2 separate regions of the Cyprinus carpio genome follow, and region 2 is linked to region 1. Evidence: chromatin contacts called from public Hi-C data. All regions are on one chromosome and are shown on one strand. Each heading gives the region's core, a stretch centred on a gene start, on an enhancer-like site or on the middle of the called end of the contact. The rest is flanking DNA. Distances are from core to core; before and after follow the strand shown.

Region 1 (6,788 bases), core at 3,483-5,982:
TCTTCAAACATTCTATGCTTTTGAATTTTCTATTCATCAAAGATGTATCACAGTTTCTACTACTGTTTTCAGCATTGATAAGAAGAAATATTTTTTGAGTACCAAATTAGCATATTATAATGGTTTCTGAAGGAGCATGTGACACTGAAGATATATAAGCAAAAATAAGCTTATTATTATTGCTAGGGGACAAGCACTGAAGGTGCGATGGCACCTTTTGTATCTGTTGGCATTCTTTTTCTTCTTCTTCTTCCACTCTGGAAGTCTATGGCAGCCAATAGAACCACTTGCAGGAAAGTTTTGAAATTTGGCACACTGATAGAGCACGGTCTCAACATTAACCACAGCAAATTTGGAGTCTCTAACTCAAAATTTCAATCATGTTTATGCTAATAACTTTTGAATCGTAAGGCACAGAAGGAAAATTCTTTTTCCTCTGATTCCTTGGCTCATGCCAAAATTCAGAAGTCGTTAAGGTTTAGTTTTTTTGCTATTTTTAATTTTTCATAAAACCTACTTTTTCAAACTTGTTCGTCCGGTTTCCACCAAAATTGGCTCAGATCATCTTCAGACCATGCTTGCAAAAAGTTATGGAATACAAGTTGATTCGTCCAACCGTTCTCAAATAACGAGCAAACGAATTCTACAAAAACCACACAAAAATGGATGTGAGGCTATATCTCTGCAACAGTTTGGCGTATTGAGACCACACTTGGTGTGTGTTATAACAAGCATGACCTGAGGCTACCTGCAGTGTTTTGGCACAGTGCCACCTAGTGGTCAGAAAATTAATCTCTATATATTCATATAAACACTCAACAGAGACTTATAACCAAAAATCACAAAACTTTAGATTAGGTGCAGCATGCCGAGTCGAGTGATACCCAATTTTTCCATGTCAGCCATTTTGGGCATCGGACATTTTGCATTTTGTAGTAAAATGCTATATTTTACGAACAAAGTGACGTATCGTTACGAAACTTGGTATGGGTCATCAGCACGATGCCCTGAAGGAGCCTGAGAAGTTTTGAGTCAAATCAAATATTCACATGCTTCTAACTTTGCATGTGGTCAACTTATTTTTACGGGAGTCACCTTTTTAGACTCCTGATTCCTTGCCAAGTCCAGCGATATTAAACATGCCAGGTTTTGCCTTATGGTTTGTGCAACGCTGCATTTTAGTGCTTAAAAAACATTTGCCAATATCTTAGAAACCGTTACACCAATCGACACGAAACCACCATAGGAAATTCAGAAACAGAGCATGCCAATTTAACTTCAATGCCCATTTGCCAAAATTTTGATAGTAAGTGGCAAAAAAATGCAAACAAAGTTGGCCATGAGTCATTTTTCCTGTTCTCATATATAAAAATGTCTATAACTCCAAAACAAAATGAGATATTTTCACCAAATTTGACACATGTATGGGCACACTCTAAGGACACACAAAAAATTTGGTGGGATTGTGCCTCTTGGTGGCGCTATAATTGAACAAAACATGAAATTGCCAGTCCTCGAGACCCCCTGCTCTGCATATTTTGCATGTCTCTCTTTGTTAACTCACCTGATTCAGATAATCAGCTCGTTAGAAGTGAGCTCCGTGCATTAACTGTGTTCCCATTGACATGGTCCCTACACAGTGTTCATTGCTCCCTACTCCCTGAGCAGGGGAAGTTTACCTAACTTCGGAACATTCATTCACGGATTTGCTCTGCGTGGTGTGATGTCACACATGGACAAGTGTGACATTATATACCTCTTTAAATAAATACAATTTAAGTTGACCTGTCGCACACTTCAATGCACTTTGAATGGAACATATACGTTCGCTTTGAACTGGAATCATGGCAGAATATCCTGTGATGTCCACTTCACAGGGCACTTACATCAAACGTCTTAAGCTTTAAGAGAAACATACAAAATGTGCAGAGGACTGGAATTGAGAACCGCTGCAATAGAGTATTATGATATAAAATGCTATATTTTACGAATGCATTGGTGTTCCATTACGAAACTTTGTATGTACCTTCGAGAGAATGACCTGAAAGTACTCAAAAAGTTTTGAGACAGTGCCACATTGTGGTCAAAAGTTATATTGAAATTTCAAATAAATGCTAATAGCTTTCTGTGAATTTTGCCTATTGTAATGAGACTGGTATTAAAGGGTTACTCCAACCCAAAATGAAAATTTAGTCATTAATCACTTACCCCATGTCATTCCAAACCCATAAAAGCTTTGTTTGTCTTCAGAACACAATTTAAGGTATTTTGGATGAAAACCGGGAGGCCTGTGATGTCCCTTTGACTGCCAAGTAAATTACACTGTTAAGGTTCAGAAAAGTATGAAAAGCATCGTTAGAATAGTTCATCTGCCATCAGTGGTTCAACCGTAATATTATGAACCACAAGAATACTTTTTGTACACAAAGAAAACAAAAATGACTTTATTCAACGATTTGTCTCCTTTGTGTCTCTCCGTATCACCGTAGCGCCATTTTGGAGAATATCTGCTGAACGCAAACTGTGTAAGCTATAAAACCGTTTTCGCATACCACAGCAATGAATTTGAGGCATGAGACCAATGCTTTGCTTTGGCATATTGACACCAAACTTTGTGTGTGTCATTGTTAACTCACACAGAACACACCACATCGATTTGATAACAGTGCCACCTATTGGTCAAAAGTGATAATCCATTAAGGCATATTACTAGTTGTTGTGTTTATGATTTTTCAGTCATTTCAACTACAATCATTCTAAACAGCTTTAATTACTCGTTGTTGCATTTGGTCTGATGCTACATGCCATGCTTAGCTCCCCATTTTGCCTCTACTGCACTTGGCCCCAAAATTGGTGCTTGCAGCTATATTTATTATTATTATTATTATTATTATTATTATTATTATTATTATTATTATTATTAGGTATATCACTGTTAAGGGATATTTCACCCAAAAAGGGAAAATTTGTGAAAGGAAAATTCTATCATCATTTACTCGCTTGACTTCTTTTCACCTTTCTTCTGTGGAACACAGAAGAAGATATTTAAAAAAAATAATAATAATTTTTCTTCATACAATCAAAGTCTGTGGGTCCAGTGTTCAGTGATGTTTGGACATTGACTTTCAGAATATCTTCTTTCGTATTCCACAGAAGAAAGAACATCAGATTTAGAACAATATGAAGGTGAGTAAATGATGATAGAATTTTTTGGGTGAACTGTCACTTTAAGAGAATACATTAGAAAACTGGACAAGCAACAAGGAAACTGATTATAATGTTGACAGCATATACTAGTGCAAAAGGAAATGAAGTGTCTTTTCCACACACCTATGTCATTCTAGTACTTTGAAGGGAAGAAGTGCTCCGTATTGCTATCAGTTGCGGGAGGAACAGGAAAACTAAGCTCACACACATATGCTTTTTACATGCTGAGTTTGTGTATATACAAAAGTTTATCATCATTAAATAGAGCTGATATATGTTCACTGCAAGACTGAGTGAGGTCAGATGGGGACAGTGAGTTTGTATCTATGGGAAGGAAAAAGAAAGATTTAATTGTGGTTGACAGTGGTCCATTGAAGCACAAGGACAGAGGTCAGAAGGAGCACAGCTGGAGAGGGGAGTGAACTCTGGATCAGTCATGGGCTCTTGCCAGGTTCAGAATTTTTCATGTGGGTATGTAACACATGAAACATACACTTTCAGGAAAACCTCACTGAACATTTAAATAATAAAATCAAAAATTGTGAAGAATGTAATTAACCATATTTAGAATTGGTTTCAATCAACTTCTCTAAATAAGAAAGGCCTATAATTAATTATTCATCATTGGGCTGCTGTTCTTAATATCTGACTTAAGGGAATTAATTCTAACTAGAGTAATTTAATGCTCCAGCAGAGCTTTAGTCAAACTCCTGGAGGCTGCTGTAAACAGAGACCTTTCACAATCACATATATATCCCTTTGAGAAATCATGAAATTCATCATTTCATCTACATGCATTCATCACTGTGAATAAATCTACTTTACTGTATTGATGCAGATTAGTGGATAACTAATATGAAGTTTTTTCAGGAAGTCTTTGTTTTCCTGTAGGAGACATGTTCCTGTTAAACATCCTTTTGGTCCTGGGAAAAATACCTTTCAACCAAGATTTTAGAGTTCGATTTAGGGCTTCTTACTAACCTGGGATTTGCCTCTGGTAATTTCCCTCGTTCCCATGATGGCTTTTCACACGTGGTTGTTCCATAACCAGCACCTTGTGGAAGTCAGCCAGCTTAGGTTCACCATAATGGATTTTTTTGAAAATTTCATCTTGCATTATTGCATATTTTGATAAGCTCAGTCATCACAATATGGGTTGTTAATACTGAAACCCTGCACTTCCCACTTGAGACAACCTCTCACAACCACATCTTGCATTTCTGAGTAGTTGTTTGTTGTAGTTTTATTTATGTGGTGTTGTTGTTTTGCTATTTATTACTTAGCAAAAATGTGTCAGTGCATGAATAACTTCAAACAATCCACATTTTTTTTGTTGTGTTACTTTGACAAGTCAGAGACTTATCTCATCTCAGAAGATAGATTTCAGTTCTTTCCTCAAGGCACTTGGCATTTCCTTTCAGACTCGTTTCCTTTAGACAGATGTCTCTCTTGTTCTGCCCAGCATATATTTGCATTTGAATGGGGCCATATTCAGTGTGGGACAATAATACCTCACAGAGAAAAATTGAGTCGTTGTGATCAGAGATCAGAGTGACAGTCTTTCCTTAACTACCACTGAGACCTTCACCCACATACATATTCTCTTCTCCTCCATGCCCTCACATGACAGAGCATATTTTGATGACTCATTGTCTGAACACGCTAACATTTTTCCACAACAGTCAGTTCTTGCTTGAAGAAAACAAGTTCTCTCAGGAGAATGAGAGATGTTTATGGGTGAGCTGGGTGTTCCTATTTAAGCAGGAAGTCTCTCTCAGACCAGGAAATACATGTGCAAGACTTGCTCAGCTCTTCCTCACAATTTTACAGTGATGCTATTCAAAGTCATCCTGTTTTCTTTTCAAGTACATATTTTAAGTTTTTAGCTTAAACATATCATTATGTAACCTACTTGTTCTACAGATCTGTGTACAAGTGTTATGACACTGATTTTGATCGTATTGACAGGGCTTCACGCTAAGGAAATTTTCTACTGGTCCGGTTCGGCCAGCGGTTTACATTTTTTACTTGCCCTGGCAACATTTTCACAGGCCTTGCCACAATCAATCAATCAATAAATCAATAAATAAGACTTATTGTTTTCATTGTTGACTGTAACATTGTATTGTAATAAATGATATCTATTTTGCACAAATAAGTACAATAGTTCAAAGATAAAACTGAAATGAACCATGCTTTTTCAGGTCTTTCAGGTAGTTCTAACTCTATTCCAGTTAAGGATGCACTGATCAAGATTTTTCGTGACTGATTCCAATTTCCGTTTTTCTTTATTTATTTATTTATTTATTTATTTTACAATCAAATGAGCCAATTCCCATACTCGTTGCCAATTTATTTAGTTCTTATTACTTTTACTATTATATTTTACATTTATTTAATGCTTATTTTGCTCTGTAACTGGCCAAACTAACCTTGAACAAACAAAAAAAACAACCAAAAATATATGCAACATGAAGCAACTGCACAAAACAAAAACATCAGACGGGCTGAATGAATTTATTATTACTCTTTATTATTATTTGTTTTATTACCTTAATTATATGTATGTTTGCACTATGTTTGTACTTTCTCTACTGGAAGCTCCTGACACCAAGACGAATTCCTTCTCCGTGTAAACACACTTGGCAATAAAGCTCTTTCTGATTCTGATGAAAATGCAAATTCAATCTCTGACAGCAGGTGGCGCTTATAGAACACTAGCGTTTCCTGAGGTATTGCTGTATGCAGCGCTGTGCTAATTAACACTCCTTTAATATGTATTTAACACAGTAAGAGGAAAAAGAAAATGCCATCGAAACTTTTCGGAAGACAGTCACTTCTCCTCAGAAATACATCCATATTCACCCCACCCTAATTCCATAATTATGCTTTTCATTCAGTATTTCAATAAATTTGTTCTGTCTGGTACAGTATTTTCTCTGCTTGCGCGACTATTCTCTCCTCTTTGTGTCCGTCTTCAGTGCATCTGTCTTAAAGATAATATATCATGATGATCACGACGTTTGTGTTACCAAATTGCATCTAGTCAGGAATAACCTGCCCGCGCTGTTTTTAACCTGGTCGTTTTTGATTACTGTCATTTATGCTGGTGTTGCCAGATATTGAAATAAACAAACAAACAAAACAAAACAAAACAAAAAACATTCTAAAAATAAATAAACCGCAATGAGTTATGGAAATAATATAGAGCTGCACACATTTAAACTGCTTGGGTTATGTTACTTTATTTCTTTGCAGTCTGTCCTTATCTAACCTGTGAGTTGGTAGACACTCTGCTGGTCATCAGCCAAGCTGATATTCAGCAGAATAATGTCACCCATACCATATTTTAAGGCAGTGACTTTTTTTTTTTTTCTTGCTGTACTGACAGCATTTTACATTTTTATGCGAGTGTTATAAAAAATTCCTGGGAGCTTGAAATAGTGTGCCTGAAATAGTGGCTCAGAATTTGGATTTGCGCAAGGTTGAGTTCAGAGGTGATCAACATAATAACATATCATAATGTCACATCACCAATCAATAATTCCTTTTATACAGTGCTTGAAATGTTAAAAGAATTG
Region 2 (7,272 bases), core at 3,494-5,993, 75 kb before region 1:
CCATAGCGTAGACTAACGTTACATGAGAATTTAACTTGATAATATCGATGAACATTAACTAACTAAAATGTCACAAAATGCAATCATTTAATCAAAATTACCAGTGAATGTGCTCGGTACAGACTGAAATGCATGGGGTTTAAGTGCTGGAAATACTGTGTTTGGAACTTCTGCATTCCCTGCTTCCTATGGGACTAATGGGAGTGTGGTTTTCTGGTGCGAACTGGCCTAATCAAAGGGAACTTTTAAATAAAACCTTGTGTTTTACATAGTTTGAATCTATATCTGTTACCAAGTAAGCTAACTCAAACTGTTTGCAAGACACACGTGGATATGTTCCTTCTGTGAAGGCCTGTGCGGTTTTCTGTCTAAGGTAAGCTCAGATTGTCTCAGTCTTGTCTCTCACCTATCTTTGTCAGTATAAAAGATACTGTAAATATTGTAAGGCTTTTTATATACAGAGAGTGTTGGCCACTGAGGGACCAAATGTCGAATGAACCGCTCCAGCCCACGACTAGCATTATCAGCATCTTCTGTGCTCGCATGTAACGTTAACCACCAGGAAAACTGATGACTAAACCATCACGAGGCTCATCTACATGCAGGAGTTGTTCCTTCTTGCATTGTGAGAGCAGAACAGCAGGTAAAATAGCCCAACTTTAGCGCTTCCCTGAGCCTAAACCTCAGTACAATGCTCAGTTCAAGGCATATAGCTGGAATGTTTGGATAGAAAAGACCTTGTCTCTCAGGAGGCAGCACTGGAACAGAATGGGCTTGAGTAATCCTTTCCTACATTACGTCCATATAGCATATATGAGTATGTACAATGTACATGAAAGAGTGTGAAACTTATAGCTAGACCTAGCGATAGGCCGATATATCCGTCAGCTCATTTATTTGGCCAGTGTCCATTTTCAGACTATCGCCATTGGGCAATAAGTGTCGCTTGCCTGGTTTACAGTAGTGCTAAATTTCCTCTTATTTCTTTCAAGAATCGGCCAACCTGCTCTTCATATTTCAGTATTAACATCGGCCCTTTGTAAAACCAATATCATTTGCGGAAAACAAACCGTTATGAACAAAAATTAGATTTCTTTAGAAGAACCATTCAGTTTTGGGGGCAATAACACTGTAGTTCATTGAGCAATGCCAAATTTCATGGATGATGATCCTACTCGTATACTTCATTTTATAAGGCAAATATGAACCAAACATTTGGCTGAAAGGTAAAAGGTGTGGGGCGAAGCAAAAACTTGGCCATGTATTTTATATAATCTACTGGCTTTGATATTTTAAAGCTATTTACATTAATGGTAGTGTCAGTTGTTCACTGATATTAACAGTTATGTCCTATTTGCAAATATTCTTTTGTAGACGCATTTAAATAACAAACTGGATCTTATACTGCCTGATAAGGAAACCCTTTTTGAATGCATTTGTTTCATCAAGATCTCACTCTCTAAAATGGAAGTGACTTCTCCTTACAATATCAACAATGAAAAATTTGGCAACAAACTGCCAGGCAAAGAACTACGGTGGCCTACGTCATGTCCTGAGACATCACCTTTGCCAAACGACCTGTTGGCTTGCTACCTGTTCATGTGAACGGCCATTCATTAAAAGATCTTGGATATCCTTCAGTTAAATAAAATAAACTGACCAATACAACAGATCTACATGTGCACATGTAGGGGTAACCTGGTATAAAATAGCTTATAAACATCAATAACGGAAATTCACAAAAAAGAAAATGCTTTGTATAATGAAAAAAATGTAGTGCCACTTTTTTTTTCGGGGGGGGCTTTTTGCCTACTGCTGTGTGTACATTACCTTGTTTTACTACCAAAAAAAACCTCCCTGGTGACCCCACACAAATATAGTGCACTGCAGTGGTTTTCCTGCTGAGAACATTTGGCCAGCTCTACGAAAGATGTAGTGATAGTCCTTGTAGTGACACCCCTCTCTTCTTGTCTGCATCTTCAGAACTCCGAGGGTTAAAGTCAGGCACAAGTGGCTTGAGAATGGCAAGTCCTCTTCGTCTATCACACTTCATCTGTCGTCTATTCTTTCTCCACCTCAGGCTGGGAGATGCATTGCAGAGCCACTGGAATTAAACTGCTGCCCGTTTCACACTCACGTAGTCCACTGCCGTTACAACAAGATGCATTTGTCTTTGTCCTTGGCTTCCTTCTTGGGTTTGCGTTCCCCCGTTGAGGGCTGTTTTCCAGGGCTTGGAGAAGCCGTGGCTCCCCCCGCTGGGGCTCCAGCAGCTGCTACTCTATCCACCTGGTCGGCACCAGCTGCTGGTTGTTGTCCCTGACAGGAGAGGAACGAATTAACCTCTTATTTAAACTTTTTAAAGTAGGCATGAAATGAAATGCATGTTATTGATCTTACTGCAAACAAGTCACCCATGCGTATGTTTCAAAAAGCTTTTTACAATCAAAATGTCAGAATTTGATCTTCCTTTTAAATGACAAACTTTTGTCTGGTATGCCAAACTTTTCCAATCATTTAGTCCACTTAAACCCTGCCCCTGTTACAGTCGACTGCAAACTTGCAATCAGATGTGCCTTCATCCAATCAACAATTGTTCTGTAGATCAATGTCCTTGCCCTTCAATTTTATTTAATTTTTTTCAAATAATCTGTTTCACTCAGACGTATGTTACTGTATGGAAGAAGAGTTCTGTCATTTCATAGGTCTTATTTGTCCTATTAACCAACTAATGCAACAGCCTTTCAGCTGCCCCAATCAAGTCTGGATCGCCATGGCATTAATCTGATGTTATGTCAGATTAAATGTGTAATATATGACGATATTTTGTGGAAAATGGCATTGGAGGTACAGTACAGGTCAAAAGTTTGGAAACATTACTATTTTTAATGTTTTTGAAAGAAGTCTCTTCTGCTCATCAAGCCTGCATTTATTTGATCAAAAATACAGAAAAAAACAGTAATATTGTGAAATATTATTACAACTTAAAATAATAGTTTTCTATTTGAATATACTTTAAAAAAATAATTTATTCCTGTGATGCAAAGCTGAATTTTCAGCATCATTACTCCAGCCTTCAGTGTCACATGTAAACATCCAGTCTATCACATGATCATTTAGAAATCATTCTAATATTCTGATTTATTATGAGTGTTGGAAACAGTTCTGCTGTCTAATATATTTGATGAATAAAAGGTTAAAAAGAACTGCATTTATTCAAAAAAAAAAAAAATATTCTAATAATATATTTTCTTTACTATCACTTTTTATCAATTTAACACATCCTTGCTGAATAAAAGTATTGATTTTATTAAAAAAAAGAAAAAAAATTACTGACCCCAAATTACTGACCAGTAGTGTATATTGTTATTACAAAATATTTATATTTTAAAAATAAAGCTTCTTTTTTTTTATATTTTTTTTTTATATACTTTTTATTCATCAAAGTATCCTAAAAAGTATCACATGTTCTGAAAAAATATTAAGCAGCAGAACTGTTTCCAACTTTGATAATGAATCATCATATTAGAATGATTTCTAAAGGATCATGTGATAATGATCCTAAAAATTCAGCTCTGCATCACAGAAATAAATGATAATTTAAAGTATAATACATTAAAAAACGTATAAAAAAGTATATTCAAATAGAAAACTATTATTTTAAGTTGTAATAATATATCACAATATTACATTTTTTCTGTATTTTTGATCAAATAAATGCAGGCTTGATGAGCAGAAGAAACTTCTTTCAAAAACATTAAAAATTGTAATGTTTCCAAACTTTTGACCTGTACTGTAAATGATCTTAAGTATGTGTTTGTTTATTCTTGTGTGCAGTTTATCAGCTCACCTGTGCCTGCGCAGCCGCTGCTGCTGCCGCCTGTGCCTGTTCCTGCTCCTGATAGTACTGTGACGCTCTGCGGTCCTCCTCCTCCTGCAGCTTCTTGGCCAGCTCTAGATCACTGATGCCTTCTGGGATCTGTTCCCAACCCAGGTCTGAGGCCTGCTGTTCCTGCTGCAGAGACAGCGCCATCAGGTAGTCCTACACATACAGAGGGGAAAATTTAAATTGTCAACATCTACGCAGTTCTTGTGCTGTTGAGAATGATATATATGATACATTTTCCCATTAAACACAAACTAAGTTATTCAGCAGAGTTATGATAGAAGGCAATAATATATAGACTACTTTTATATTACCTTTAGGAGCTTGATATGTTAAATTACATTATATAAATTACTATACTATACAGTCACCTTTGATCAGTTGAGTGCTTCCTTGCTGAATAAGTTTTAAAAACACAAATACTTAAATAATATTTTTATTTTTTGTATTATATTTATCTGTATAGATGTGTACATTCCCTCCTATACTGAATGAGAAAATGCAGCCTAAACTCTTGCTAAATAACTCCTTTTGTGTTCCATAAAATAGAAATCATTCCTTTGTGGGTGAATTATTTCTTTCTGTAGAGGATTATATTATAGCTGAGCCTGAATCCTTACAGTAGTAAGGAGCTTATGTAATAGTTTATGAAAAAAAGAACATAGTACATCATGAATATCCTGACAGTTTGCCTGTGAATTGATCATTTAGTTTGCTAACTAAGCCCACGACAATGACACTACAACGACTGTTTTAGAGTAAAGTCTGACTTTTAGAGCACAGTCATCTCTAAGCCCTTCACTTATACAGACCCTTCATTATTAAACACCCAATATAAGAGCAGAAGAGAGAGACAAAGGATCTGTGTCACGTGAGACACTTTTGTCCGGTCATCAGGCATGAAAGCATCCCAAAGGCAGAGGGGGATGGTTACACAGAGCTGGAAGAAGGGTTGGGGAGCTTTTAACATCAATAATTGAGGAAATTTTCCAGTGGGCAACGGAGCAGAATTAGTGCTAGAGGACAGCAGTGCGCTACCAAGCCCAATACAGATAAACTGCACTTTCACAGAGACTGGCTGTGTCTCAACTGGATGTCAACATTCACAGCTCACTGTAATATCAGTCTCTAGAGCTCGGCGTTACCCGAGGGTCACTGTGATTCTGTGAAATGAACCCCATTTTGGTACAGAGAGTATATTACTTAAAGATGGGGTTTTGTGATTATTTTAACACAATTTAACTATCAGGAACTTAAAGGTCTAATAAGTTCCTGTTATCCAGAAGCATAGGAACAGTTTAAAGGCTTTGAAGATTGGATCTTTGAACACAAATTTTTAAAAGTGATTTCATCCGCAGGGCTGAACTTAATGCTTTTCTTAAGAGAGGTACCTGGAAAAGACCCCAAACATTTTATTGTATTCCAAACTCTTCCTCTGTAATGTCTGCTTAATAGCATCAAGGCAGTAGCGTTTGTGAAAATTCATTGTAACTTCATTTATAGTTTAGTAATTTTAAGGAATTGTAAGCAATTGCATTTAAACAATTGCATAATTTTGTTGTCACTCCTGTAAACTGCAGAACTCTACATTTCGAACAAATTATAAGTGCCAACAACTTCTAGCTGCATTTTTTTTTTTTTTTTTTTTTTTGCTGACCAATGCTGCATTTATTTGATAAGAAGTACAGTGAACACTGAAATAGAACTTTGATAAAATATAAAAATAAATAAATTGTAATTAAACTGTATTATTTAAAAAGTACAATTGTAGTTCTACGGCAAAAAATTAAATTACACATTAAATAAAACATTTTAAAAGATTAAATATTATCAAAACAAACAATAATAAATTAAATTAAAAATCACTTCATCCTCTTTTGTAACAAATTTCAGCATTGACCCTGCATTAAATCCTTCTTTGATTATTATTTGAAGTAACAAAACCATGGTTAATTTGTGGTTACCATGACTTTTTTTTGGTTTATTTTGTAGTAAAACCATGGTTAATTTTTGTAAGGGAACATGGAAACTCAGAGAGAATATTAAGGCAGATGTGTTGGTGGTGATGAAATTATTACTGACATTAAAACACGTTATCAACAGCGACTGATGTCTTTTTTTCGGACATAGTTGTCCATCAACTATGATCATTTGCAGTCAGCTGCAAACATAAGGTGAGGGCGGATACGGGAATGGTGCGTCACATGTGCTTAACCTACTGCCTACACCGTAAAATGCATTTTTAAAAAATTTATATATATGTTAATATTAATATAGAACAAAAGTCTTTTTTTTGTCTTTTTTTTTTGAGCAACTGGGATAGTGCCCTATGCAAACTGCGTACTCTGCATATAGGGAGAGGCAGTACTGTGTATATGAATTAAATTACAGTCACAACTCCATCCGACTGCATGAGCTTTAATCATAAAGGACCCACGTAAATGTTCTTTTACAGACGTCACCCTGAGAAACAACTACCATACTCTGTGTTTATAACTGAATGACACTGAGCACTTCTGAGAAGCTACTAGTCCTGACCTGATCGATCTGGTCTTGCTGACCACGGTACACAGTTTCCGGGTCAGAGGGTGGCCTCAGATGAAACTCTGAGTCGCAGAAGTTTCCATCTCCGTCGACATTATGCAGACTTTCCCAAACCACCTTCTCCTCAGTGAGAAACCCCTGATCCGTTACCAGCAGGTACAGCTGGGCCTGAGGAACACAAAGAGAGCATTTATAAAAACATGCAGCACAGCTCTCGTCCAACAACCTTTCAACACTCCCAGACCGGGCAGCAGTGGTGTCATGTTCTGAAGTGTGTACATGAGGATCATAGAAGAGTTTTATCTGTGGGTGAAGTGTGTCCTGCTGTTACAGAACAGCTCCCCTTCCTCCAGATAACAAACTTTACATTTACAGCCTCCCTGATTTAACTGCAGTTGAGGGTTACATAGAGAGTCAACATCCAAAACCATATTCCCAGTGTCTCCTACGTTCAGGGTGAATGTGAGAGTCGCTGAGAATCAAGGTTGTTATTATTATTATTACCAAATAATATTAAGATGATAAAAATAAAATCAGCTAATTTGTGGTGGTGTTATATGGGATGAAGACTAAAATGACTGCAATAACTAAATTTTACTGTACATCAGTTTACTTGCATGTGCTTTTTGTCAGACCTTGACCTTTCCAATATGCAAAATCATGGTAATCAGCAATAGCATCATCTCTGTACCCCATAATATCTATAGTCTTCTCAGTAGAATTTTAAAGTTCTCTTTTTAGCCACTGGGGGGCAGCAACATACAGCATCCCTCTATAGACAAGTGAACCAAATTTACTTTGCTTATTAGAGCGCTTATTCACAGCAGCACAGAGCCATCATTCTG

The links. A called contact is a pair of places that touch in the nucleus more often than the background predicts.
Region 2: a Hi-C map of liver shows a contact between it and region 1, with 5 times the contacts expected there. The contact joins two enhancer-like sites. A contact is called at or near these places in 4 of 8 Hi-C or Micro-C datasets (liver, red blood cells and skeletal muscle).

Annotation. Positions count from the first base shown.
Region 1 is chrA7:17,853,320-17,860,107 of ASM1834038v1, reverse strand. The region is part of intron 4 of LOC109113683 (disintegrin and metalloproteinase domain-containing protein 10-like); the gene reads left to right. Among protein-coding and RNA genes, the nearest start is that of aqp9b, 42 kb to the right of the region's middle. Within about 2 kb of position 4,732, at least 3 of the 8 cell types and tissues checked have an H3K27ac peak or open chromatin away from gene starts, as enhancers often do.
Region 2 is chrA7:17,927,517-17,934,788 of ASM1834038v1, reverse strand. It overlaps LOC109113687 (ubiquitin carboxyl-terminal hydrolase MINDY-2-like), which reads right to left. Exons shown (of 8, transcript XM_042760049.1): 6 at 6,422-6,595; 7 at 3,848-4,039; 8 at 1-2,316. The coding sequence ends at 2,152. Among protein-coding and RNA genes, the nearest start is that of LOC109113687, 19 kb to the right of the region's middle. Within about 2 kb of position 4,743, at least 2 of the 8 cell types and tissues checked have an H3K27ac peak or open chromatin away from gene starts, as enhancers often do.